2 separate regions of the Gossypium hirsutum genome follow, and region 2 is linked to region 1. The links are chromatin contacts, called in public Hi-C maps. All regions are on one chromosome and are shown on one strand. The core of a region is the stretch at or near the end of the contact, and the rest is flanking DNA. Distances in the headings are between cores, read along the strand shown. Region 1 has its middle 16 kb from the start of LOC107953265. Region 2 holds the start of LOC107953255.

What was found. A called contact is a pair of places that touch in the nucleus more often than the background predicts.
Region 2: a contact with region 1 is called in a Hi-C map of leaf, with 1.7 times the contacts expected there. The contact joins the promoter of LOC107953255 here to the enhancer-like site in region 1. A contact is called at or near these places in 2 of 34 Hi-C or Micro-C datasets (both in leaf).

What each region holds. Positions count from the first base shown.
Region 1 is chrA07:20,653,419-20,660,343 of Gossypium_hirsutum_v2.1, reverse strand. No RefSeq gene overlaps it. Among protein-coding and RNA genes, the nearest start is that of LOC107953265, 16 kb to the right of the region's middle. Within about 2 kb of position 3,968, at least 9 of the 9 cell types and tissues checked have an H3K27ac peak or open chromatin away from gene starts, as enhancers often do. A contact at or near this core is called in leaf, where this site is marked.
Region 2 is chrA07:20,818,464-20,825,388 of Gossypium_hirsutum_v2.1, reverse strand. It overlaps LOC107953255, which reads left to right and starts at 2,618. Exons shown (of 1, transcript XM_016888495.2): 1 at 2,618-3,700. The coding sequence starts at 3,040. The coding sequence ends at 3,615.

The sequences.
Region 1 (6,925 bases), core at 2,719-5,218:
TTTCTATTATTTAACTGAATAATTTGAGTGATTGATTAAAAACTAAAATTAACTAAATTAATTAACTAATGAACATAACAAAGAACAAAACATGAAAATAATTCAATAACAACCAAGAAGCAAAACAATACCTAGGAAAGAATTTGCCTAGATTTCTTTTGTCACTACCAATCTAGATTACGCAATTTCTTAGCACCTTGATCTGTAGAATTTCCTAAATTATGCTAATATCTCTTTCGAGCATAAAAGCAACTGACTCTAGGTTGATTAATTGAAATTTCTTTCTAATTAAAATCCCTATTATCGAATTAATTCGTGCTATGGATTCCCTATTAGATTTGACTCTAATTCGATAGATTTATGTCATCCTATATCTAGGACTGCATGCAACTCCACTCAATTAAGCAAGATCTACTTTTAAACAGGGTCTATTCAACCATCGATTTAAGCAAGTCGAACATGGATCAATAATATAGAAATATTAAATTAAGAATGAAGCACACATTATTAAGAATAAGAAACTAAATATTTATTGCGTAAAATAAAAATCAAACGACAAAATCCATCATAGGGTTCATCTCCCTAGGTATTTAGAAATTTAGTTAATGCTTGAAAATAAAAAAATCCAAGGTACAATATAACCGAAAGAAATGAAGAAACTCATGATTACTTCCTATGAAATCAACTGCAAATCTTCAATTTTGACAAAAATTTGTTTCAAAGTTGGTTTCAATGGTGTTTTTCGAGTTTTCTTGATTATTTTCTAACAACTCTCTCTTATCTTTTTATTTTTTTCATATATACATCTTAGAATGCCCAAAAAACCTAAAAATTCTAATTTTTTATTGTTCGGTGTGCAGTTTTATGAAATTGACACGGCCTACCACTCGTCCGTATGGGTCACACGGCCATGTGAAATGATTTAGCCTATATGGCTCTTGTATCTTGCTCCAACGCTTCGATTTTCACTCGTTTTTCACTCCTTTAACTCCCAACTGCTCTATTAAGCATTAAAACATGGATTCAAATGATTAGGAGCATAAAATTCACAGTTAACATTAAATAATCACCCAAAAACATATTAAGAGTGAGGTTAAAATATGTTATCAACGTCGCCCCCAAGGTTAACATAGTACTTCAGTATTTGTACACTTGAATAAAAAAGGTGGAACACAATTGGTATTACTTTTCTCGAACGGAATTGAAAAACAAAGCAAAAAATGTGGTTGGAAATTTGACTGAAAAATCACTAAAAAGAAAACAGATGAGAGAAAAAGAGTATGAGCGAAAGATTGTTATTTGCTTGTTGTGTAAAATGAGGAAAATGACCTGCTATTTATACTATTTTTTGAAGGAGCAAATCAGTAAAACACGCAGTGTCAGTTTCCTCAAAAGTGTAATGGGTCAAATTTTCCGCAACTAAAAATATTCTGAAAATAATTTTAAAAGGAAAAACATAAATTTTATCAAAAAAAAATATGCACAGTGCATTTCGTAAACACATGTTAACACGGACACAGACATGTGTGTTTGGCCTTTAACAATTAGTTAATGAAGATAAGAGGCAAGACTATATTTAAACTTTCTTAAAAGCCTTTTTTTTCAACTAACGTGGAATTACATACTTTGAATTACCAATATAGTCAAATTTTGGTTTTCGCAACGGAGAAGATTGTATCTGAGTTTCAAGCCAATCCAATTGTTGAAGTCGTAGATCGAAGAAGGAAAAATTTGAAATCATAACCTCCAATTCGAGCAATCTGAGTGACTCTTGATAAACCCAAGCCCATAAGCATATGTAGGACTTCAAGACGAGGTGATTGGGCAGATATCGTGAATGCGAGAGGGGATCTGGTTGTTGGAGTTAAAGAAAAAGGGAAAAGCTCCAGTTAAAGAAGGAATAATTGCAAAGTAAAATGAAGAAAATTTGAAATTTTAATTTAAATTTTAAATTTATTTTGTATATCAATGGAAATGGAAAAGAAGAAAAAAAATTAAATATTTATTATCATTTTTAATTTTTATTATTTTTATATAATTAAAATATTTTTATATTTTCTGAATTGTTAATAATTTTTAAAATTTTTAAAATTTAAATAATTATTAACATGACTTAAACTGTCATATAGAATTGTGAATTCTATGTAAAAAAAGTTAACAAACAAAAATTATTCAATTTTTATATAGTTTTTATATAATTGGAAGCCAAAAAAAATCGATATGAATTCAACAACTCTTCTTTCGAGTAGTAGAGTATCATTCAGGCTTATCCTTGCTAAAAGCCACACTTTTAGAGCATCGAATCAATACATCTAAAACACACTATATCCAATGCCGAAAAGAAGACACAAAAATCCCCAAGTATTTGAGAACTCCACTCTAATCCCACCAAGCAAAATCATCTATATCTAACAACACTAATCATTTAAAAAAAATTTTCTATTGAGATTGAGTGTATTTTTAATCATTACAATTTGGATATTTCAATATTAGATTATAGCACGTTCAATCTAATATTGAAAAAGAGATACAAAAATTCTTAATTTTTTGAGATCTTCACTCAAAATCGACCAAATAAAATCATCTAAATATCCGACAACACTAAATCAATTAACCTTTTTCCTATTGAGATTGAGTTCATATTTAGCCATTAAATTTTGGATCTCATGTGTTCTAAGTAGTAGCAAAAGATCCATGAAAATATTAGATTATAGCACACCAAAGATGTGGGTGAAAAATGTTGCTATAAAAATATATTTATTAAAAATTATATAATAATTAAATGAGAATTTAGTGTTAGATTTGTAAAATAAATCTGAAATAAAACTTAATAAATCAGGATCTATCATGTCAATTTATCAAGAATAAATCAAAAATAAAACTAGATGGGGAAACTTACCTGAATCCATGAATTCCTTGAAATTTTACCGGATCTTAAAGATTTGATCTTCCAAATTAGCACACAATAAATTCAGAGAATATCTGAGAATATTTGCTCTCTCTTTCCTAATGATTGGTGTAATGGCCAATTTTTAGCCCAGACAAATAAACAAAAAAATAAAATCCAAATAACCAAATAAAGTCCATTTTACAAAAACAAACAGCAGGCCCAAACCCAAAACCAAATGACCCATTACATCAAACCCTAGCCCATTATCTTAAACTTTTTTTTCAACAGACAAAACCTTAGTCCCCAAGGTGCAGCCGCCGCATACCCCTCTGCCCTTGACCAGCGCCGCACGCTACCCTTGTCCACCACGCGCGCCGCTTTGTCACACGCATCTGACATCTCTGACAACCACCTACAACACGCAAACGAAAGAAGCCAAGCAGAAGAAACAACATGCAAAAAGACAAAAAAAAATGAAAACTAACAGTTTATGAATTGGCTATAAGAGCCACGATTTTCATTTGTAATTTTTTTTTACGAACATTAAGCAATCAAAAAGCAAAAATAGAAGAAAAAAAAAGGTTGATTTCGATTTCCATTTTCGTGTTCTTTTCTTTTTTATTTTTTTATATATATTTTTTTATCTTTTATTTTTAAATCTCTTTTAAACAAAAATAATAAGAGAAGGAGAGGGCTTGCCCGGAATCCCTGTGATTGTGTCACCGGAGACTCTCTCCGTTGCTGAAATCAGACCCAAAAGGAGGAGAGGAGAGACTTTCTTCCTCTCAATCGACGGGCTAACGGCGCAAAGGCTAGGGTTCATAACCCTAACAGAGAGTTGAGAAACAAAGGGGGAGAGGGTGTTTTGTTTTTTCTTGAAAAATAAAAGAAGAAACGGCAGATTGAAAAAGAAGGAAGATTTTGGTTTTATTTCATCTTTGAAACGACGTCGTTTGGTGGGATGGGGGTTTGCACATTCTCCCTAAAGGGAAAATTTGTGCGATTAGTCCTTTTCATTCGCAACTCCATTCAATCGGGCTCCATTTCCTGTTTTCTTTTTGTTTTTTTTTTAATTTTAACCCTTAGATTTCGTTTGGTTTTCGATTTGGTCCATTGTGCTGTCAGGGTAAACGCACGCAGAGCATTTAGGGGATTTTTTTCATCTAGTCCCCGCTAGTTTCGGGGCGTTTCATTTAGATCCCTGATTAACTTTTCAGTATTTATAATTTTGTACCCCGAATTTTAACTTGTTTTTAACCATGTCCTAAATCTATTTAATCCATTTATTAACTTCTTTTTTTAAAAAAAAACATTTCATTTATATGTTATTTCAAATATTTTATATGTTATTTACTTTACATCTATTCTTACTTATTTTAATGTACTGTTTGTTTAAATTATTATTATTTATTTTAACTTGCTTTTTGCATATATATTTTATCCTGATCTATTTTATATGTATTATTTATTTTATATTCCTTACCTATTATTATATATATGTATACATATAGTTTACTTCAAGCCTTTTTATATATTTATAATTCTTTTAAAAATCGTTTTGTTATATATTTATTTTAAATTATTTTGTATTGTTTATTTTTAAGTTATTGTACATTATATATTTCAAACAACCTTTTTTATTACCTTTGAACTATTATAATTATAAAATATATTTATTTGTCCCTTTTTTTAATTTTTTTACATATTATATATTTTTTTAACTTGTTATATAACATTTTAAATTAACTTATATATTACTTATTTTAAAATTATTTTATATACCTTATTTTAAACCCATTTTACTTATTTCAAATAATTTTATTATTTATTTTAGGTTTTTTTACATATTATTTACACCTTTTATATATACATATTAATTATTTTAAAATTATTCATTTTTTTTAAATTCTACTTTGTGTGGTTATGGATTTTAAAATACCTTTTTACATCACTTATTTTGAACTCATTTATTATCATTCTAAAATTTGTTCACATTTTATTTATTTTAATTTGTTTTATACCTTTTTATCATTTAATTCATTGGTCCTTATTTATCGATGTTATCATTTAAATGTTGTATGATTATTGCCATTGCATGTACTATGATTCGTTATTTCTTTTTTCATATTATTGTCATTCACTTGTGTAATATTTTATTCATGTATTATTATTCCATGCCCATTATTGCATTTTTATTTCATGTCATCGCATTGTGAATTAATATTTATCCAACTTGGATCGCTTGATTTTGTTCCAAACAAAATAACGGATGTCGTTTAAATATCGTGTTCACTATTATTCAAAAAAGAAATATTTTAAACAAGGCAATGTTTCGCGTTTTGGAACATCGAGGAATTGTGCCCTAACTTACGGGGTTTCGATTTTCTCGTTGATTCTAAATAGCCAAATATCCTTTCGAGTTTTAAAAAAAACACGGAATTCCAATTAAAATTAAAGACAAACTTGCGCTCGGGAGTTCATGGTATCGTGTCCTAACTTACGGGATGTGATACTTCGATATCTCAAGACGAGGAAATCTTTAGCAATTGTTTTGATCTAATTCAAGCCCCTTTAAAATATACATTAATAAAAAGGATCATATTTTAAATTCGTTCCCAATTTCCAACTTTCGACATTGAGACACTAACTAATCAATTCGGTACCAATTTTGGGCGTGACGAGGGTGCTAATCCTTCCTCGCACGTAACCGACTCCCGAACCCCTTCTCTCAAGTTTCGTAGGCCAAAAACACTGTTTTAGTAAACTAAAATGTTTTATTAAAACAAAAGTGATCCGATCACACCTAATAAAGATTGGTGGCGACTCCCGTTTTAATCTTCGCTTTCAAACAAAGTCGATTCCCGTTTTCAAAAAAATGGTTTCGACAGCTTGGCGACTCCACTGGGGACTTTGAGAGTCGAGCTGTAAATTGATTAATTTTTGTCTTTTGTCGAAAATTGAAAATCAGTTTTAAATTTACGATTACTGCATTGCATGTTGTCTGTTATTTTCGTGGTTCTCTTCATAATATGCTTGCTTCAAGTGGTTTAATTCTTTGATGTATTGTTGCATATCGCATCGCATGAATTGGTCGATTTTACCCTTTAAGTGGGAGTGAGAAACTATTCCTTCGTGAGGTCTTCACCTCCGTATAGGATAGCGGATCGCTTCCGGGATACATCCGTACCTACGTCTTCATGAGATTTTCATCTCCGTATAGCTGTAGGGAAATGTATTCCCCTGAACTGAACTCAATCCATATAAGCCTATAACGGGTGAGGATCGAGGAATCTATCGGTTCAGGTACCCTTACTCTAGAACCGAACCACATATAGAGAGACCTAGGAGCCTACCCTAGGTAGAGCCACGCCAAACCCTAGTGGTCACCCAGATAGGTGTTCTATTTTGTTGATTATTTCTTCTATACTGACGTATTTTATTTTGTTTTGTCTATAACTGCATTGTATTACATCATCATAGAAAGGAGGTGTTGATTCATATTTGATTGCTAAATAGAACAATTTGTCATAAGAAAATGAATTTCTTGATAAAGTGGATTATAACATGGTTGTCTAAATATGGTCTAAGTAAACACAATGAAAGAAGGCTGATAGCTCATAAAGAAATACACGACTTTGCTCCATTGCCCGATGATTAAAATCGACAAAGATTATTCGAGAGCCGTCACGTCTTGGCTTTCTTAAAGGAGCTGACGAGTATCCCGGGGATAAGTAAGCAATAAGTCGTAGCCTGGATCAAGCAAAAAGGAGTTAATGGGGGCATCTTTTAGAAAATTCGCAAGACTCAACTATAACATCCGGATATGAAAAGGAAGATAGATGTCTTCGCTTGGAATATGAGAAAAAGGCCGTATATGTAATCCGTTTTATGTAAAGGAATTTGTTTTCTAGAAAAGTTGTTCTAATGAAATTGAATTCAGAACCAACGTCTCTCTTTCTTTTACATTCATTCCATGCATTTACATTGTATTACATCATTTGTATTAGAGTTTCACTAAAGGACCCTAATTAGGTA
Region 2 (6,925 bases), core at 1,369-3,868, 170 kb before region 1:
CCACTGTAGGTAAATAGTTATTGGGTGCAATACTAAACCCCGATATAGATATCCCCAAACCAGAGAAGTTTAAAGGGCAAGGTCCACGAAGGAAGTGGGCAACTTCTTGTAGGAAATGGAATAATATTTTCATGTTATGGGCATCAAGGATGAAGACGCTAAGGTAAATACTACTACTAGATATTTTATTAATTTCGCTCTTCTATGGTGGCATTATAGGTTCACTGATGAGAGATGAAGCGATACCACTATTGAGACTTGGATGGAGTTTTAGGATGAATTTAAAAAATAGTTTTGCCTACAATATGTCAATGAGGAGGCTCAAGATAAGTTGCACCTGCTTATGCAATAAGGCACTGTTCGAGAGTTCATTGAGTTGTTACTCCAAATCTTTGATTCGAGTGAGAATGAGCCATTCTACTGGTTCAAGGATGAGTTTTGAAGCCTTGGGCGAAACAAGAGCTATGTTGGCTAGGGGTCAAAGAGTTTACCAAAGCCATGGTCAAGGAAGAGTCTTTTGTCGAGCTTGGTCCAAGAAAAAACAAGTTTTAATCTTCTAAGCCCAATAAGATAGGTAATGGTAGAAGAGACCATAAGGAAAAATAAGATAAAAATGGTGATGGTGAAAATGATAAGAATGGTGGCAATGGGAAACTACCTAATGGGAATATTGCTTCTGTCTTAAGATTAAGAAGATTGATTGGATTTCAAAGACACTTTGAGAGGCTTAGTGTTTATAGCCATAGATTGCTCACTTTGTCCCCCTTTGTGAGTTTCTTCTTATTGTCCTTTTTCGGATCTTGGAATGAAGGCTTTAGATTTCCAGAAATTGCCTTACTCAACTTCTTATCACGAGATTGAGTGGCTAACTTTTCAAAGGCTTTTGGCTTAATGCCTTGAAGACTATAGCGTAATCGCTGTTCATTTCATGGATGCACATGTCGAGGGCTAAAGATTCTGACAATCTTTCCTTGGAGTTCAAATTTAGATTCCTCCAACTATGGATGTAGTCAATGATTGGTTCATCTTTCTACTGTTGTGCCCTAGTAAGTTCGATCATGCTTACAATGGAACGAGTGCTGTAGAATCTGTTGAGAAATTCACATTTAAGTTGTTCCCAATTGTTAATTATTCTAGGATCAAGGTCAGTGTATCAGTCGAAGACATTTCCTTTTAGTGACCAGACCAATTGTTTCACCATGAGATCACCACTAGTTCCAGCATTATTGCAAATCTCCACAAAATGAGGACATGATGGCATGGATGTAACTACCCAAAAGTCAGTAGTAACGGAAAGTATGGTTACAGGACTCCGTTTTCGTAAAACTGACTCGTAAATATTTTTATTAAATATTTTCAAAGATATCTTAAAAGTGAATTGAATTTTCGGATAGGTAAATTTGATGAAATAGTGTTTAATTGGAATACAATGACTAAATAGTATAAATTAATAAAGTAAGATTTTTAAAGAAATTATAAATAGAAATTGAATATCTAGGACTCGTAAAATAAATAGATCATTATTGATATGTTTTAATGATGGCTGGTTATGTTTTGTAGTATATGTAATATATATTATGTTATAATACTTAGTTATAATAATGAGTAAATGAAATAAAAATAAAATGAAAACAAGTAACATAGCGAGGAGAAAGAGGAACAGCTTAGCATTTTTCCATTTTCTTGTATGTCAAAGATGGGAAGAAGAACTTGGGAGAAACAACTTAAGGTTTTGATTTTTTAAGGTTAAATTGGTTAGTCAATTTAGTCCAATTTCTTGTAATTTTTATGTTTTTGGGATCCCGGTATTATGAGTTAGATAACCCATGTCCTATTTTTTGGTACTGCTTAAGATTTTAGATGTTACCATTTTTGAATAGCTAAAACTTTAGGGGTTAATTTGATAGATTTTTAGATTAGAAGTGAAAAATGACTAGATTGTGAAATTAATTGTTGATTTTGGGGAATAAGGACCAAATTGTAAAAATTTTGAAATTTAGGTGTAGAAAAAAGAAATAGAGAGAGTTAAATTTGACTTACAGTGAAATTGGCATAAAAATTTGAGGTTAAATGTGGAAGTTAGGCTAATCCCGATTTTAGGGACTAAATTGATTAAAGTGCAAAAGTTATATAAATTAGCAATTGAATGTGAAATTGTTTGTGTATTAATGAATTGTATTGTTTGTTTAATTTTGTAGCTAAGGTCGACCCAGATTCCTTGAAAAAGAAAGGAAAAGATAAGATCATCGACGAATAGCTCGGAGTTTACAGTTTGTATTTCTATAATTCAAACTATTTAAAATGTTGCTTTTGTATATTGCATCATTTGGTAAGTATGCATATATATATATTATTGAGATGTGAATTTGAATTGGAATGAGATGATTGTATGATTATTAATGAAAATGTGTTAAATTACATAGTTTTAAAGATATTGTATAATGTGATATTAGTTACGCACTTCATAACACGACTGTGTGTCTTCTTGATTTTATGTGTAGATTTTTCCACACGGCATCAGGCTATTATATGGCAGTATGACCTTAATTCGAATACACACAGTTGGCGACATGACTGTGTGACCTTATTTCGAAAATTTATACGGGCGGACACATTGATTGGAACACGACCGTGTGATCCATATTTCAATTTGTACACGATTTGGCCACATGATCATATTTTTGAGCCACATAGTTTAAACTCTATCACACGGCCTGGCTACATGACAAATTCAATTAAAATTTATGAATAAATAATGTTGTAGCATTTTCCAAAATTTCTATCAATAACAAAAAAATTTATATATAAATTTAGTAAATATTTAGATTTACTACTAATACATTAAATTTAAATTACAAAAGATTCAATTAAAAACTCCAAGATCGATGAGGTAATTGCGGAACTTGATTCCGTCTCCTCATGAAAATCCAAAACCCTGATAAATAAGAAAAGCCAGCCAACCTTTGTGTGGATAATTACGTCATTTCACCTCACGCCTATCCATCGCCCTGTACCTTCCCCAATCTCTCACTCCATTCAATGGACCTTGCGCCAAAACCCACGGCTAACAAGGTAAATTGGAGTTGGACCTCCGCGTTAATCGGCGCAGCCTCGGCCACGGCCGCCGCCGCTCTCATCAGTGCCAAACCCAAAGACCCAACTTTCCACCTCATCTCCATCAAACTCACTTCCTTCAAGATCAACCTCTCCAACATCAACGCCGACCTAACCCTCACTGTCCACGTCAGCAACCCCAACATCACCCCCATCCATTACTCTTCCACCACGATGTCCATCTTCTACGACGGCTCCTTCCTTGGGGAAGCTCATGTCAAAGCCGGGTCCCAACCGCCCCGCTCTTGCCGGGTCTTGGAGCTACCGGCTCGTCTGGACGGGATAGAGTTGGCTCACCATGCGGGTAAGTTTTTCGCGGACGTGGCCAAAAGAGAGATGGCGCTGGATGCTAAGGTGGAGATTAGCGGCACCGCTAAGATGCTATGGTGGGAACATAGGTTTAAAGTCCACGTGGAGTGTCATGTTACCGTTGATCCGGTTGTCCTTGATGTGATTGATCAAGAAAATGAATCCCAATTGGAGCTTTTCCTTGCTTCGTAGTTAATTGCTGTATATGCTCTAACTTACAATGGATGTACAACTATGTCTCTGCTTTTGATTTATGGTAATAAAAAGTTTACATCAAGTTGTTGACTTGTCATATTCAAGCATGGATAAGCTCTATTGTCGAAGCATATCTTTTGAAAATAACCCAACTTTGGGTGGAGAATCAAATGTATAAGCTTCATAATCATTGCCATCTGTGTGGTGTAAAAATCCCCTTGTTTATCAAGTACTTAAAATCATACATATGTAGCAGGGGAGCTATGATGTTATATTGAATGTTGGAGTTGCATTTGATTAGGCTTTGTGAGATTGGGAAGTACCGAAAAGAAAGAAAAATGGTGTTAGTTTCAAAATTCACATGTCGAAGGCGGAGATTAAGATGAGTAAGCTTTTGGGGTAACATTTCAACCTTTTTTTTTTTTTAAACTACACATGTTTTGGTATGGTATCCGCAATTAAATTGATAATGAAAAATTTTATTCTAATTATTATAATAAAACATTTAGTCCTTAATACTTACATATCCTATTAATTTGATCTCAATTCTAAATAATTTAATAAATTTAACCCTTCATATTTATAAATTTTATAATTTTAATTTTTAAATTTTTTAATAAAAAATTTCAGCTTTTAAAAAAGAGACACTCTACATCATTAAATTTGTAAACCACCACCCAACCAAAAAAAAAAAACTTGTCCAATAAAGCAAATGGTAAGAGGCACTATATTGATATCAAAGTAACCCAAATTTTTTTTTTTTAATTTACAATGCTCAAAACTCACAATTTTAGATATTAACTTTTTTTTATCATTTAACCCATATGATTCGTAAGCAATACAAGGGATATCTCAAGAAAACAAAGACATCCTTTTATATCCCATACAATAAAATATACTAATGCAATGCATGGGCTAAATATGCGACTATTAATTAAAATATATTTAATCATTTTGTAATTTATACATATGGTTTCTAAGTGTTTTTTTAGGATAATTACATTAGTAGCCATCTAACTATTAGTAAATTAAAAATAATTTAAAATTTTTAATTGAATACTTGAATTTAAATTTAAACTATGTAAATAAAATATTTTTAAAATAGATTAATAAAAAATAAACTTTAAAAAAAAACTTAAAACAGTTTCTAAAAAAAAATAAACAAATTTTATAAAGAGTTTTATAAAAAAAAATTATTACAAATAGATTTCATAAATAAAAAATTAATAGATTTTATAAACGTTTTTTCATATATATTTAATCTAGGAAATTATATATATCATATACAATAATGATTTAATACATTAATTTTATTAAATAAGATATTGAATTACAAAATATATAAAATGATTTAAACTTAAATATAATATCAATTATAAAATTTATACAAAATCATAAAATTATATTTTTAATTGATTTATACAATCAAATTCGTGAATCAATTAATCATATATCCAACTACTAGGATAAATTGCACAAGCTAGATGTGTGTGTGTTTTTTTTTGGGGGGGTGTGGTTTACAAATTTATAGACGTAGAATGCCTTTGTTTTAAAAGTTGAAAGTTTTAGTTAGGAAGTTTGAGGATCAAGTTGATAGAATTTATTAATGTAAAAGGTTAAATTTATTGAATTATTTAGAATTAAAATTAAATTAATAAAATATGTAAATATTGAGGACTAAATGTGTTATTATACCAATTAAAAAAAATTTTATTATCAATTTAATGATGGATGATAAAAATATAAACGAATTCAAGTGTTAATATCAAAAATGGTTGGATCACCGTTTGTTTAGTAGAAAAAAAAAGACGGTAATATCACATGATGAAGATCTCAAGTTCTTTCATATGTCATCTTCTTTCTTCTTCTTCTTTTTTTCCCTTAAATTTTGATCTTGCAAATTTCTACCTATAATTAATACTGTCTTTTCTATATAGTATTATTAAATTTTATTGCTATTTAAAGAAAGCAAGAAAATTGATAAAAATAATCGCTCATCTATAAAAATATCATAGAGGTACTTATATTATAAGTCGGATTACATTTTGTCCTATTTACTAAAATAAATAAATAAATTAGTCACTGTACGTTAGATCAAAGAATAAATTTATCCTTCTGTTAAGAATTTCATTTATTTTCATTTATAAAAACTAGCCTCAGTACGTCAGTATGAGGTATAAGTGGCACGACACATGTCACTCTTTGGTTATTCTGTCAGTCATGCTAGTTATTAACAGTAGAAATAGATGAAAATTTTAACAAAAATGACCAATTTGCTTTTTGATCTAATGTACAAGGACATTTATTTTTTTTCGAGTAGAAGAAGCAAAATGCAATATGACACTTAGGAGGTGTTTGGTTCGTTGAATGTAACATTACGATATGTTACATTTTGGAATGAGATTATGGTGTTTGAATTTCAAAATTTCGGCTATCTCGTATTATACTCTGTCATCTTATTACGGTCCATTCCTTAAGTAATCTTAGATTATGAGTGTAATATTAAATTTTAGACCAATTTGCCCTTTGTTTTTTTTATCATTCTAAACAATTTAATTTTTTTTCTTAAATAAAGTCTAGGACTAATTAAAAACAAAAAAAAATATTTTTTCTTAATAGTGAACAAGTCTTTTTTTTTTTAACATCAATCTCATTATAAGTTTTTATCATATCTACTTTTTTTTATACAATGGCTAGAACTACCTATGACCCCTCCTCAACTCTTAAATAGGGAGGATAATGCGTTTTATCGCACTCGAACCCACGTCATCCTGCACTGGCAACAATGCCAATACTAATCGAGTTAAGACTCAATCGGTAATAGTGAACAAGTAGATATCATACAATACAATTTTAATCATTATATTTTATTTAATAATTTATTTATTAATATATTAATTATGATTGGTGTAGCAATCATTTTTCATAAATTATTATAATTATGATTTATAAATTTATTGCAACACAATATATTTATTTATTAATATATAAATAAAAAAAGATTGTAACAATTTATCAAAAAAATTTGGAAATTGAGACTAAAAAAATTAAAGAAATTAAACTTATTTTTTTAAAAATAAATCTATAACAATGACAATTAAATAAAATGTACTTATAGATAATCTTACATTTCATCAACCAAACACTTAAATAATACATTTTAGCCAAATGAACAAAATAAGATAATCTCATATTCCTCTTGTAATGTTGCATTCCCAGAATCTTATTATGAAATGTAATTTAAAATTCGGTAAAGTAAACACCCTTTAATACAAACACCTTCATAGTAATTTTACCCACATATGTG